Regions from separate parts of the Oryctolagus cuniculus genome. Here region 2 is linked to region 1. Evidence: chromatin contacts called from public Micro-C data. All regions are on one chromosome and are shown on one strand. The core of a region is the stretch at or near the end of the contact, and the rest is flanking DNA. Distances in the headings are between cores, read along the strand shown.

The links. A called contact is a pair of places that touch in the nucleus more often than the background predicts.
Region 2: a Micro-C map of ear pinna shows a contact between it and region 1, with 2.9 times the contacts expected there. The contact joins the promoter of ARHGAP35 here to the enhancer-like site in region 1. A contact is called at or near these places in 4 of 6 Hi-C or Micro-C datasets (ear pinna, embryonic fibroblasts, psoas muscle and 1 more).

Annotation. Positions count from the first base shown.
Region 1 is chr18:10,481,938-10,487,556 of mOryCun1.1, reverse strand. All of the region lies in intron 3 of ARHGAP35 (Rho GTPase activating protein 35), which reads left to right. Among named protein-coding and RNA genes, the nearest start is that of NPAS1, 29 kb to the right of the region's middle. Within about 2 kb of position 3,091, at least 5 of the 8 cell types and tissues checked have an H3K27ac peak or open chromatin away from gene starts, as enhancers often do. A contact at or near this core is called in ear pinna, where this site is marked.
Region 2 is chr18:10,574,499-10,580,117 of mOryCun1.1, reverse strand. It overlaps ARHGAP35 (Rho GTPase activating protein 35), which reads left to right and starts at 2,055. Exons shown (of 7, transcript XM_051837363.2): 1 at 2,055-2,350. LOC138846424 (a long non-coding RNA gene) reads right to left here and starts at 3,371. Exons shown (of 2, transcript XR_011383904.1): 1 at 3,232-3,371.

The DNA of each region.
Region 1 (5,619 bases), core at 1,842-4,341:
GATACTCTTTCTCTCTGTGTGTGTCTCTCTCTCCCCCTCCCTCTCCTTCCCTCTCTCCTCTGCCTTTCAAATATAATAAATGCAATACTTTTCTTTAATAAAAATCTGTGGGACAGGCAGGTGGCACACACCAGGTTGGCCACCACTTGGGATAGCCACATCCCACATCACAGTGCTGGTTCAGGCACCTCTATCCCACTTGCAGTCCAGCTTCCTGTCTAATGTTTTCTGCCAGCCAACAGGATGGCTCAGGGGCTTGGGCCTCTGCCACCCACGTCGGGAGACCCCAGTTGAGTGGGAGGCTCCTGGTTTCAGCCTCAGCGAACCCTGGCTGTTGTGGGTGTCGGACGAGTGACCCAGTGGATGGAAGATCGCAGGGTCTCTTCCCCCGTCCCCACCCATCTGCCTTTCAAGTAGATGAAAATATTTTTAAACTTTTTTTTTTTTTTTTTTTTGACAGGCAGAGTGGACAGTGAGAGAGAGAGACAGGAAGAAAGGTCTTCCTTTGCCATTGGTTCACCCTCCAATGGCCGCCGCGGCCAGCGCACCGCGCTGATCTGAAGGCAGGAGCCAGGTGCTTCTCCTGGTCTCCCATGGGGTGCAGGGCCCAAGCACTTGGGCCATCCTCCACTGCCCTCCCGGGCCACAGCAGAGAGCTGGCCTGGAAGAGGGGCAACTGGGACAGAATCCGGCACCCCGACCGGGACTAGAACCCGGTGTGCCGGCGCCGCAAGGCGGAGGATTAGCCTAGTGAGCCATGGCGCCAGCCTAAACATTTTTTAAAAAGCCATTGAGTCGTGTACTCTTAAGCAGATGAGTTGTATGGCGTGTGCATTACATCTCTAGAAAACTGTTCTAAAATGCTGATAGTAATAACGCATAAAGAGCCGTCAGCTCTGCTGTGTGCCCATCCCAGGTGGGAGGCCGTGGTCGCATAGACGCACGCGGCAGCAGCAAGAATAGCCACAGCGCTGTTTCCGTTTTTTGGGAAGATCTTAGCCGTCTCCCCACCGTGTTTCAGTGAGGGGGGTCAGAGTGCAGTGGCTCTCAGTTTGTTCCTTCCCACAGAGGGGGCCTGGCACACACCTGCTGAAGTGGACACCCAGTATGGGGGGCACTTCGATGGTGGTGGGGTGCGTCGTGTTTCAAAGAATTGCAGCCCGATTTGTGCTAGAACTGCCCTTCAGAAAGTTAGTAAATGGAAAATGGCTGCTAAGTATTTTCTTTAAGATTTGTGTATTTATTTGAAAGTCAGAGTTACACAGAGAGGAGAGGCGGGGCGGGGGGGCTCTTCCATCTGCTGGTTTACTCCCCAGCGGGCCGCAATGGCCGGAGCTGCCCCGATCCTGAGCCAGGAGTTTCTTCCGGGCCTCCCACGGGGGTGCAGGGGCCCAAGGACTTGGGCCATCTTCTGCTTTACCCAGGCCACAGCAGAGAGCTGGATTGGAAGAGAAGCAGCTGGGTCTTGAGCTGGCGCCCATGTGGGATGCCAGCGCTTCAGGCCAGGGCGTTAACCCGCTGTGCCACAGCGCCGGCCCCTGCTAAGTATTTAAAATAAACACTGTGCATGTGTGTTCAGTGTTCCTCGCTAAGAGCAGACTCTGACGGTGCCCTGAAGGAAGATGGCGGAGGAAAGGGCAGCTGAAGCTGCTGCTGGCTCCCTGCTTGCTCACTGACTGGGACAGGCTGCACGAGCCCCGGCACTCAGTGGGGTTGCCCAGCGCCCTGTCTGCAGGCAGCGTGGCTGGGCGCCTGAGCAGGTGCCTTCGTTGCTCCGCGTGCCCTAGAGGAGGTAACGTGTGCTGTGCCACTCGCAGCTTCGGCCGCCAAGGCCCGCCCTTCGTGTTTGCGTGAGTCTGATAGCGCAGCAACCTGCGACAGGTTTCAGTCTTTCCAGTTTCCGAGGAGAATGGGGTTCGGGAAGATGAAAGCTGGGGCTGAGGTTTGAACCCAGGGCCATTGCCCTCCTGGCAACGAAGCCATCCCGTGAAGCCCAGAGGACAGGCCGGTGTCGCGGGCTCTGGGGCTCTGCTCCCCGACACCGAGTACCTGCGAGGATCTCTCTCCGGACACCGGCTCGGGGTGCTGTTCCTCCCGGCCCCCATCTCCGCCCCCTGCCACTAGCCGGGTGTGCAGCTGTTTGCCTCAGTTCTGACAGAGGCTTCAGGGCGTGGCCCCTCCTTCAGACGCCAGGGCAAGTGTCGGGGCCACCCAGCTGCCACAGCCCCTGCCCTGGGTTTGCTGATGTGCTGGGCTGACTCCCAGAATGCGAGAAAAGACTTTCTTATGTGTTATGTGTACTGACTCATACTCAGGAACAGCCAGATGGGAGAGTGGGCTTGCTGCCCCAGAAGCTTGCCCAGCCCTGTTGTTTGGGGTTGTATGGAGTTTCCATTACATGGGCATGGCTGATTAGATCATCAGCCATGAGTAGCAAGAGGTGTTCCTGTCACTCGAAATGACAAGGATGTTAGACGCTCCCTACAGGGAACTGAGGACAAATGCTATTTCCTGTTATGCCGCCCTGCTCCTTCCACCCCCGCCAGGATCCCTCAGTCTACAGCCTCGCCGTGGGCTTCCGAGGACACTCAGGGAGGAGGCTGTATCCAGCACGGCCCAGTGGTGCGGGGTCTGTGTGCCTCGGGTCAGCAGTGACAGCCGGACACCGTGTGAGGCGTCCTCCTCGCAGAGCGCCCTCCCAGGAGCTGAGAACCACATTCATCTCATAGCACCCACCCCCTTCACAGGAGGAAGCAGAAATCCTGGAGTCCTTGAGGCAGAGGCCACCCACAGCCCACAGAACAGGAAGGCCAGGGCCCACATTCCAGCCCTTTGTTCTGGGCTTCAGGCTGCTGGAGCTGCACGTGGTGGCATCGGAAGCGCAGACTCAGAATTTTACCGAATTCCCTCCCAACTGGGAAATACTTACCCTGCAAAAAGCCTCCACATTCCCAAACACATTGATCATGGCCAGTTTCTAGAGCTGCCAGCACGGGGAGTGGGCGGGACCAGAGCCGTTGGCTTCGGTCATGGACTGCCCTGCAATCCAAGAGGCCAGGTCTGCAATTCTGTCTTTGCGACAAGTTGCTGATTTCAGTACCGATTCTCGTGCCTGTCCCTGTGACCGTGTAATAGATGCAGGCGTGGATACCCAACAGGCCTTGTGGGGGAAATTGCCATGTTTGTGTTGCTTTGAATCGGTGACGAAGTGCTAAAATATGAGGTCTATGGTTTTCATCCACTGTGATTTTTATGGGGGTTCTTGTTACTTAATCCCTCCTTTCCCCTTTGTTTGAGGTTTATTAGCAAGTTGTTTTCCCATAGTCCAAGTAATCTTAAAGGCTTTCTCTGCCTTGTTTTATTTACCACCTCCCATGCACTCATGCCTCCTTACCCTCCTGTGTTTCTTCTTGGAAACTGAGCACAAGTCACTTGCATTCCAAAAATTCCTCCTGGCCATAGAGGCCTGCAGTCAGCTCGCCAGCTCTCGCCTGTTCCAGATAAGCGGAGTTCATTTAGCTTGTGACTCGGCACTGCGAGCGGATTTCCTCCGGCCCCGTGCCCTGGCAGGCCGCCTGAGGGCCCAGCAGCCAGGGAGTAGGGCTTGTTTCACAGAGTGGGCCTGCCTTCCGTCCAAAACAGAAATAGTCTGGGTGGCAGCCCAAGTGCCCGACAGTTCCCACAGGCCGGCCTTGCCCTGAGCCAGCCCAGAGGGGAGGGACTGGATTTGCCCTGCCAGAGACAGCAGCGTGTCGTGGAAGGACAGCCCGCCTGCGCCATCAGACCTGATTAGCTGGGGAGACCCTGTGATCTTGCTTGCTTTCGCACTCTGCCCATTCCTCTGTCACACGCACAGCCCTTGAGCTGCCTTGCTGATGGGTCTCACGCTTCATCCTCTCGCTGTGCTCCTAGCGCTGTGAGAAAGCAGAGGTCATGAAGGCCCTAATGGGGCCCGAGGGTGGTGGCAGGTGCTGCCCACCTGCTGAGCTCGGTGCTGGGTGCTTTGTGAGCAGGAGTTCATGGAATCGGTGCAGGCCCAGACACCATCCCATTTTTCAGATGAAGCCATTTGCCCATGGCGTGATGGCAGGTGTTCAGCCCAGCCCTGACTCTGGAAACCCAGTCCCTGGCAGGTGCACGAAGTAACTCCCATCTCCACCTTTCCCTGATCCGTGCACCGGAGCCAGTGAGCCCAGCACAGGTCTGGGTGGAAAGGGGGGGCACTGAGCCAGCTTTGGTGGAGAGGTGCAGCTCTCTGGGGCGCCCAGCGGCTGGCTCTCAGACTAGGGAATTCGCCAGCGGTCAGCAGAGAAGCGAGGCAGGAGGTTCCTGGGGAAAGGGCACCCCGAGACCCCAGCGATGGGAGGAGGAGCGCCTGCAGTGCCTGTGCTAGGGTTCGCTGTGTGTGCCTGGCCCTGGCCCTGCCCCAGCTGGGGGGGTGGGGGCAGAAGACACAGCCCGTTCTCTGCTCACACAGACTTGGAGTCTCCCGGGGGCACCAGCGTTAAGCAAATAATCAGAGCTAGACCGTGACTTCTGGAGTGCTCAGTGCCATACAGACGACCGGGCTGGAGTGTGTGGGGTTCAGCTCAGCTCTGAGATAGGCTGTGTGCGTGCAGTCCCAGCTCTGCTGTTTGTGGTGTGGCCCAGCCTCTTGGGTTGCAGGTCAGGGATGAGGGTGATGGTAGCCCGCAGCTCACAGCATGCGGGGGAGGGTGCGGTGCGGGACCGGCCAGGCGTGAGCACTGCCCAAACGCGAGCAGTGGCTGCCCTGACGCGCTGCCTCTGAGGGAGCTGTGTTTAGACCACCAAAGACCGAGGTGGCCCGTGGACACTGCCCCCCGAGGGAGGCCCTGCAAGGCAGGGGATTGGAGTGAAGTGGGTAGGAGCATGGGGCAGGCTTGAGCCTGGTGACCGAGTCCCCTAAGGCCACACATTGAGAAGTTTGTTTTATCCTAGACGGTAGGTCTGGGAGCAGCTTCTGGGCCCGAGGCTGTGGTCTTCTGACGGTGAAAGGTGTTCTCCGCGAAGAGGCACCGGGAAAGGAGGGGCTCTGGCCTGCGATGTGTGACATCCTGGCTCTGGCCATTGGAAGTCGGCAGCCCAAGCTAGCCTCTGCCTCCCTGTGTGCTCAGAGAGGCAGCCGCCTGTGTGTGTGGACACGATGCCCGAGGGTCCCCGTGTGCCGACGGCTGTTTCTTTGCCGTTCTCTTTGTTTAGCCAGGCGCCCCCTCACGGTGCTGCCGCAGCTCTGCAGAGTCACTCTGTGCTCGCCCCATGCTGCTGCACACACATGGGTGTGCTGGCGGGGTCACACGTCAGACCCCTAGGGCGCCAGCGGTCCCGGCAGGAGGGTCTCCCAGCTGCTGTGGCTCGGTGCGCTCGTTCCCGGCCTGCTTACTCGACGGTGGGCCATGCTCCTCTCCCGCCAGAGTGGGCACAGGACCAACTCCAGGCCAGCCTGCATGCAGTTCGCTCTGCCAGCATGGTTTCTTCAAAGTCGGGAAGAGCACAGAGCCTCGTGGTTGGCTCAGAGACATCAGGAAAGCCAGGGGCAGCTTGGGAGGATGGGCCACATGCCAGGGCCACGTGACGTCCCCCCGCCTGCTCCCCAGCTCC
Region 2 (5,619 bases), core at 806-3,305, 94 kb before region 1:
TATGTGGTGCCACGGCTCCCAGTGCCAACCGGCCTCTGCGTTGGACATGGGAGGCATTCATTTATTCATTAACAAATATTTATTGTGGGTCATTTGACAGACGGGAACGTGCCAGAGTTCCTGATGTCAAAGGGTTCACAGGTAGAATGGTGCCGCCCCAATAGAGCTTTAAGCCCGGATGTGGGGTTATGAAGAGGCAGGGTGCGGCCGGTCACCAGTGGAGCGGGTCTGAGTCTCAGGTCTGTCACGTACCACCTGTGTAACCTCTCCCACACACGGTGTCGGGAGGGTTAAGTGAATCCACACTATTGCCTGGAACAGAGTGTTCCTGTTTATTCAAGACTGAAGGGGCAGGCGAAATCCCGGAGGCCACTCTGAGGAAGTGATGTCAAGACAGAGTTGAGCGGTAAGGTGGAGTTGATACCCCAAAAGAGGGAAAGTGGGGACCGCGGTGGGCTAAGTCTGTGCCTGTGTCACAGGCTTGGCAAGGCTGGACAGACCCAGAACGCTGTGTAGATAAAGACATTCATTTGAGGTTGGGGTGTCTCTCCTGTTCCCCGCTTTCTATGTTCCCTCAAGTGATCTCAAAATCACCGATGTTTGCAAAGACAGCCTGGGCGCCTGACTGGCAGCCCAAAACGTCTTTACAAAAGTTTTTAAAAGTCATATGTAAAAATCAGACTAGATGCATTAAAAGTGCTAAACTGAAGAAAAACGTTCATGGGAAAAATCTTTGATCAGAAGAGCTTTATTGAATGGGACGTTCTAGAATTCGACTCCACGTCATTTTACGTAGTAGAGCACTGAACTTCGTGCGTGGCGTGAGTTTTAGCATTTTTTAAGTATAAGGAGTTCCCCCTTATCCGCAACATGAGTGCTGGGCTTCCCAGAGAGATTACACTCACGTAACTTGAGAGAGAGACCTCTTCATGCATTCCACAGAGGCTGACTCGGCGGCGCCGGGAAAGCCCCTCTCCCACCATCCCACCCCTGCTTCCGCACGAATCCCAGAGGGACCCCTTCTCGGTTCGGGGGACTCAAAGGTGACGGCGGCGGCCCCTCCCATCGCTGCCTCCCCTCCAGCGTCCGTAACGCCGGCTGCCTTCCAGCCATTTGCCCGGCGCTGGGCTGGCGGGCAAGGAGGCACGCCGAGCCAGGCCGGGCCGCCTTCCTCGTCCCAGGGACCCGGCCCACCTCGGGGTCAAGAGCAAGTCGGGCCGCCACGCGGGTCGCAGGCGCAGGTCCCCCGGCGCAGAGCACGCGCTCCGCAGCCCCGCCCCTTCTTCCGGGACGACGAATCGCCAGGCTCGGATTGGGCTGCGGCGGGCCACGCCTCCTCGCGCTGCCCAATCAACTCCCTCCCTGGGTGCGCTCCCTCCTCCCCGGCCCCGCCCCACCGCCCCACGTTACGTCGCCCCCTCTCTCTCTTCCTCCGTTATCCCGGGGGCCGCGGCTAGCGCGGCAAGCCCACCTCCCCGTGCCTCCCATTGGCTACCTAGGTCCCGCGCGAGCGGGATCGCGCCCTTTGCCCCCGCCTCCAGAGCCAGGCCATGCCTCTCCGCTCCAGTTTTCTCCTAGAGACCGCGCGAGGCTGCGGGGGGCGGCAGCGGCTGCTCCCGGCGCGCGCAAGGACGCGCGCTCCCACGGCGGGCCACGCCCTCCGCCTCGCGCCGGCCTCGGGCAGCCCCTTCCGCGCACGCGCACTCGCTCGCCCCGCTCCCTCAGCCCGTTCGCGGGTCTCCTCGCGCTCGGTGTCGCCGCCGCCGCCGCAGTCGCAGGAGCGGCATTTCCTCGGGGCGCAGGCGCACTGCACCGCCCGCTCCCAGTCCCAGACCGCAGCGGGCGCGCAGGCGCTCTCGCGGCTCCCGCTGCCTCGCGCCGGTTATCCGCACCGCCCCTCCCGCGGCGCGCGCCCAGGGGCCGTTATCCCCCTGCAGCGGTCCCGCGCCGCGCACGCGCAGTCCTGAGGCGGGGGGGTGCGTGTGTGTGTGTGTGTGCGCGCGCGCGGGCGCGGCGGCCGCAGGAAGGAGGCGCCGCCGCCGCCGCCATTGCGAGGGAGGAGGGAGGGAGGGAGCGAGCGAGGCTGGTCCGCCCTCCCCCTGGTTCCCGCCCCTCCCCCCTTCCCCTCCCCGCCCCCCGCCCCGAGGGAGAGCCGCGGCGCGGCGGGAGGAGGAGGTGGAGGAGGCGGAGGAGGGAGCCCGCGAGGGAGGGTCCGCCCGGCCCCCCGCCGCCGGAGCCGCCGCCGCCGCCGCAGCCGCCGCTGGACGAGGAGCAGGGGAACATGGCGCCGGGGCCGCCGTCGCCGCGGCCGGGATCCCCGAGGCCGGGGCCGCGCTGAGGGCGCAGGCTGGTGAGTGCGCGAGCTCGCGGGCCCCGGGCGGCGAGGCCGGGCGCCGCCCCGCTGCGGGGTCCAGGGGGAGGCGGGGACGGCGGGGCCCGGAGCCCGCGAACAATGGAGGAGCCGGAGGGGGAGGGGAGGGAGCGGCCCCCCAGGTCCCCGGGCCCCGCCGGCCCCGCCGCGTCGCGCTCGGGCCCGGCCCGCAGGGCCCGCCTGCCCTTCGGACTCGCCCCTGTCCGCCCGGGGCCTGCTGTCCCCGCGTCTGCTCCCATCCCCAGCCCGTCGGGACCTGGTGTCTGCCTGGCCCCCCACCCCCGTCAGCCCTCCCTGCTCGCAGTTCCGCGCCTCCCCTCCCCTCCCCTGCCCCTCGGGGATGCCCTTGGCCGCTCCTGGCCTCCGCAGTGCCCTGGGGACCCACCTCCTCCCCGGTGACCCCTTGTGCATCCCTGCGTTCCGCTCCCCGATTCTGCTGCCACCACGCTGGGGCTCTGGCCCCGGCTCCTGGGTGGACCTGTCCGGTAGTCCTGCCTCCCGGTCTCTCGCGCCCCCAGGAGCTGTCCCTTGAGGACCTGCGGGTGCTTCTTGGAGATCCAGCCAACACCCCCGTTCGCGGGGGCACGGCTGCGCCCAGGTCTTCGCCTAGGACGTCCCTGCTCCTCCCCGGGGGCCCTGCAGCCCTTCGCGTCGGGCCCTCGTCTCCATCCCGGGGATGCTGCTGGCCGGGCCTCTGGCCCCGCAGCCCCTGCGTGCGCCGTGCTGGCCTGCTGCCCCGCTCAGCTTTTGCTCCAGACCTTTCTGCCTCCCTGCTCTGCCCCTCGCCCGACCTCGGTGCCTGCTGGGCCTCCTCCCCCTTCAAGGTGCCTGCCTGCCCTCTCTAACCAGCCGGAGCTCACCCCCAGTTCCCTCGCAGGTGTCCTCGTCCGCGCCTTCTTCTCGGGGCTCCTCTGAGCTGCCCTGCCGGCCGCTCCCTCTTTTTGGGACTGTCTCCCCTCCAGCCCTGCCCGGCCCGAGCCTGCTTCCTGCCGCCGCCTCCGCCCTGCCCCCTGACTGCTCCTGGACTTGCCCGGTGCCTCTGCCCCCGCCGCGTCCGCAGCTCCCAGGCCTGCATCTTCGCTCTGCGCCCATCCCCGGCCCCGGCCCCGGCCCCGGCCCGTGCGCCTGTGGGTAGCCGTCCTGTGGCCGTGCCCTGTTGGAGGGGTCCTCTCTAGCCGGTCTTCTGACAACTGCCTCCTATCCGTTCCCTCCGCGGTCCGCCCGACCTGCTGCCCCTCTGTGCCCACTGCTGCGGCCCTGGCCTCTCTGCTGGGACACTAAGCTGTCGTCTTAGCCGTTCCTTCCTCTGGGAGCCGCCTCAGCTCTTCGCTAGGTCACTCCCTCTCCATACCCCTCTCGCGGTCTGTGCCTCCGTGTCTCCTCGCCTTTCCCCCCTTTCCCCACCGCATCCTGCCTGGCTCCTTCTCTTCCCATCCAGTTCCTGTCGGACCTGCCTCTGCCGGCTCCCCACCCATGGCTCAGCATTGCCGGAGTGCTTCCCCTTTGCAGGCCTGGCGGGCTCTGGGCCCCAGCCCTCAGCTCTGAGGCTGACCTGACCCCCCCTCCCGGGGCTCTGTCCCCAGGATCCCCAGAGAGCCGGGTGAATAGGTTCCTGCTCCCTGGAGTCTGGAAGTGTCTCCACGGCTCCCACCTCTCCCGAGGCTAGTGGAGTGTCGGGAGTGGCTCGCACTCGGGCCTGGTTTCCTCTCCCCTTCCCATCCCTGGGCTTTGCAGCTTTGTGTCCCCTGGACTGCAGCTGCTCGCAGGTCCTTATCTCTCCTGGGCTGGGGCAGGGAGACACTTGCCCCAAGGCAGTCCTGCTGGGAGATCTTAGGAGTGTGCTTTTTTGTTTTTTTCCAGCTGACAAGTCGTGTTTCTGTTTTACCCCTAGCTGGGGAAATGCCAGTTCTCAAGTTCTCCTCAGTCCCTCGGGGCTATGGCCACACTTGGTGTTTACTGCTCTGGGCCTGCAGAAGCCACGGAGCCCTGGCTTCCCGGAGCCCTGGCTTCCCTGACGGCCTCCGCTTGGCCGGCTGACCTTGGGGGAGGGGCTCGGAGGAGGTGGGTTTCTTTCTTTTTCACCCCTGCCCCAGGAAGGCTCCAGCTTGCCGGTCTTCAGCCTGGTGCAGCCTGGTGAGGGCCTGGGTTTGCAAAGCTTTGCGGTTGTTTGTTGAAAGAGAGAGTGCCAAGTGTCACAGGGATTTCTGCCCCCTGGCACTGCAGGCGCTCCCAGCCACAGGAGCCGAGAGCCTCTGGCCAGATCCACAGGCTAATCCAGGGGCGCGGTGTGCAGGGGTGTGTGGGTGGGCCATGACGTTCCCCAAGCAAACCCTTTGGGTGACCTGGTTTGATGGCGTGGAGAGGGGTGCCGGGAGCTGGCTGATGGGGTGGATTTAGACTTCTTACCTGGGAACTGTGCCTTGTTACCTTTCATTGAGCTGTTCTCTTCAGTGGTCTGCTGGGGCTGGGGCTTAGGAAATCGATTGGGAGGTAGAGATGGTTTTGTAGAAAAGTCATCCAACCCTTTTTCTTCCTTAACTTGGGAGAGGGGACTTTGGCTTGTTTTATTCTGTAAATATATCAAAAGCCTGAATTTTTTTCTCCTGTGACCTGAGGCAGTGGCATATTAAAGCTGCCGTCTGGTGTGATGGAGTATTTATTGGAAGGGTTTTCCTAACTGCGCTAGGACCAAACTTTGTTTATTTCAGCGCTGAGAAATTGTTCCCTGTGATCACATTTGAAATACTAAACACGCATGTGCAGAGTCAGACCCTTGACTTATCAGATGCTAGGGCTGGGCGGGGGTCCCTGACTGTTAACTCTTTAGGACTTTTCCGACCTGCAGAGCGAGCATTTCAGTCAGCAGTGTTTCACTGTCGTTGACTTAAAGAATTAGTGTTCATCCTCATGGCTGGTGAATCATTCGCCAAATTTATTTTAGAGATTGTGTGACCCTTGTTGGTATAAATAGCTGTTTTGTTTTTTATTCTTATGGGGAAGCGACAGCTAATTAAGAATAAAAACAAGTGGGTATTCAGTACCACTTAAATTTGTGTTCCAGAGTTTTCCGTATTACTGCCAGCCTTAAAAGTTTCTGCATCGCCCAGAGCCTAAGTTTACATAACAGGAGAGGAGCCGGAAGAACAAAGGGCTGATTTTTCTTCCGAAACTGGGAGCTGATGTTCCAGAGACTGTCAGACATCTCTGATGGCAGCACAGGCTCCACCCCCAGCATTGACATTTGCTGT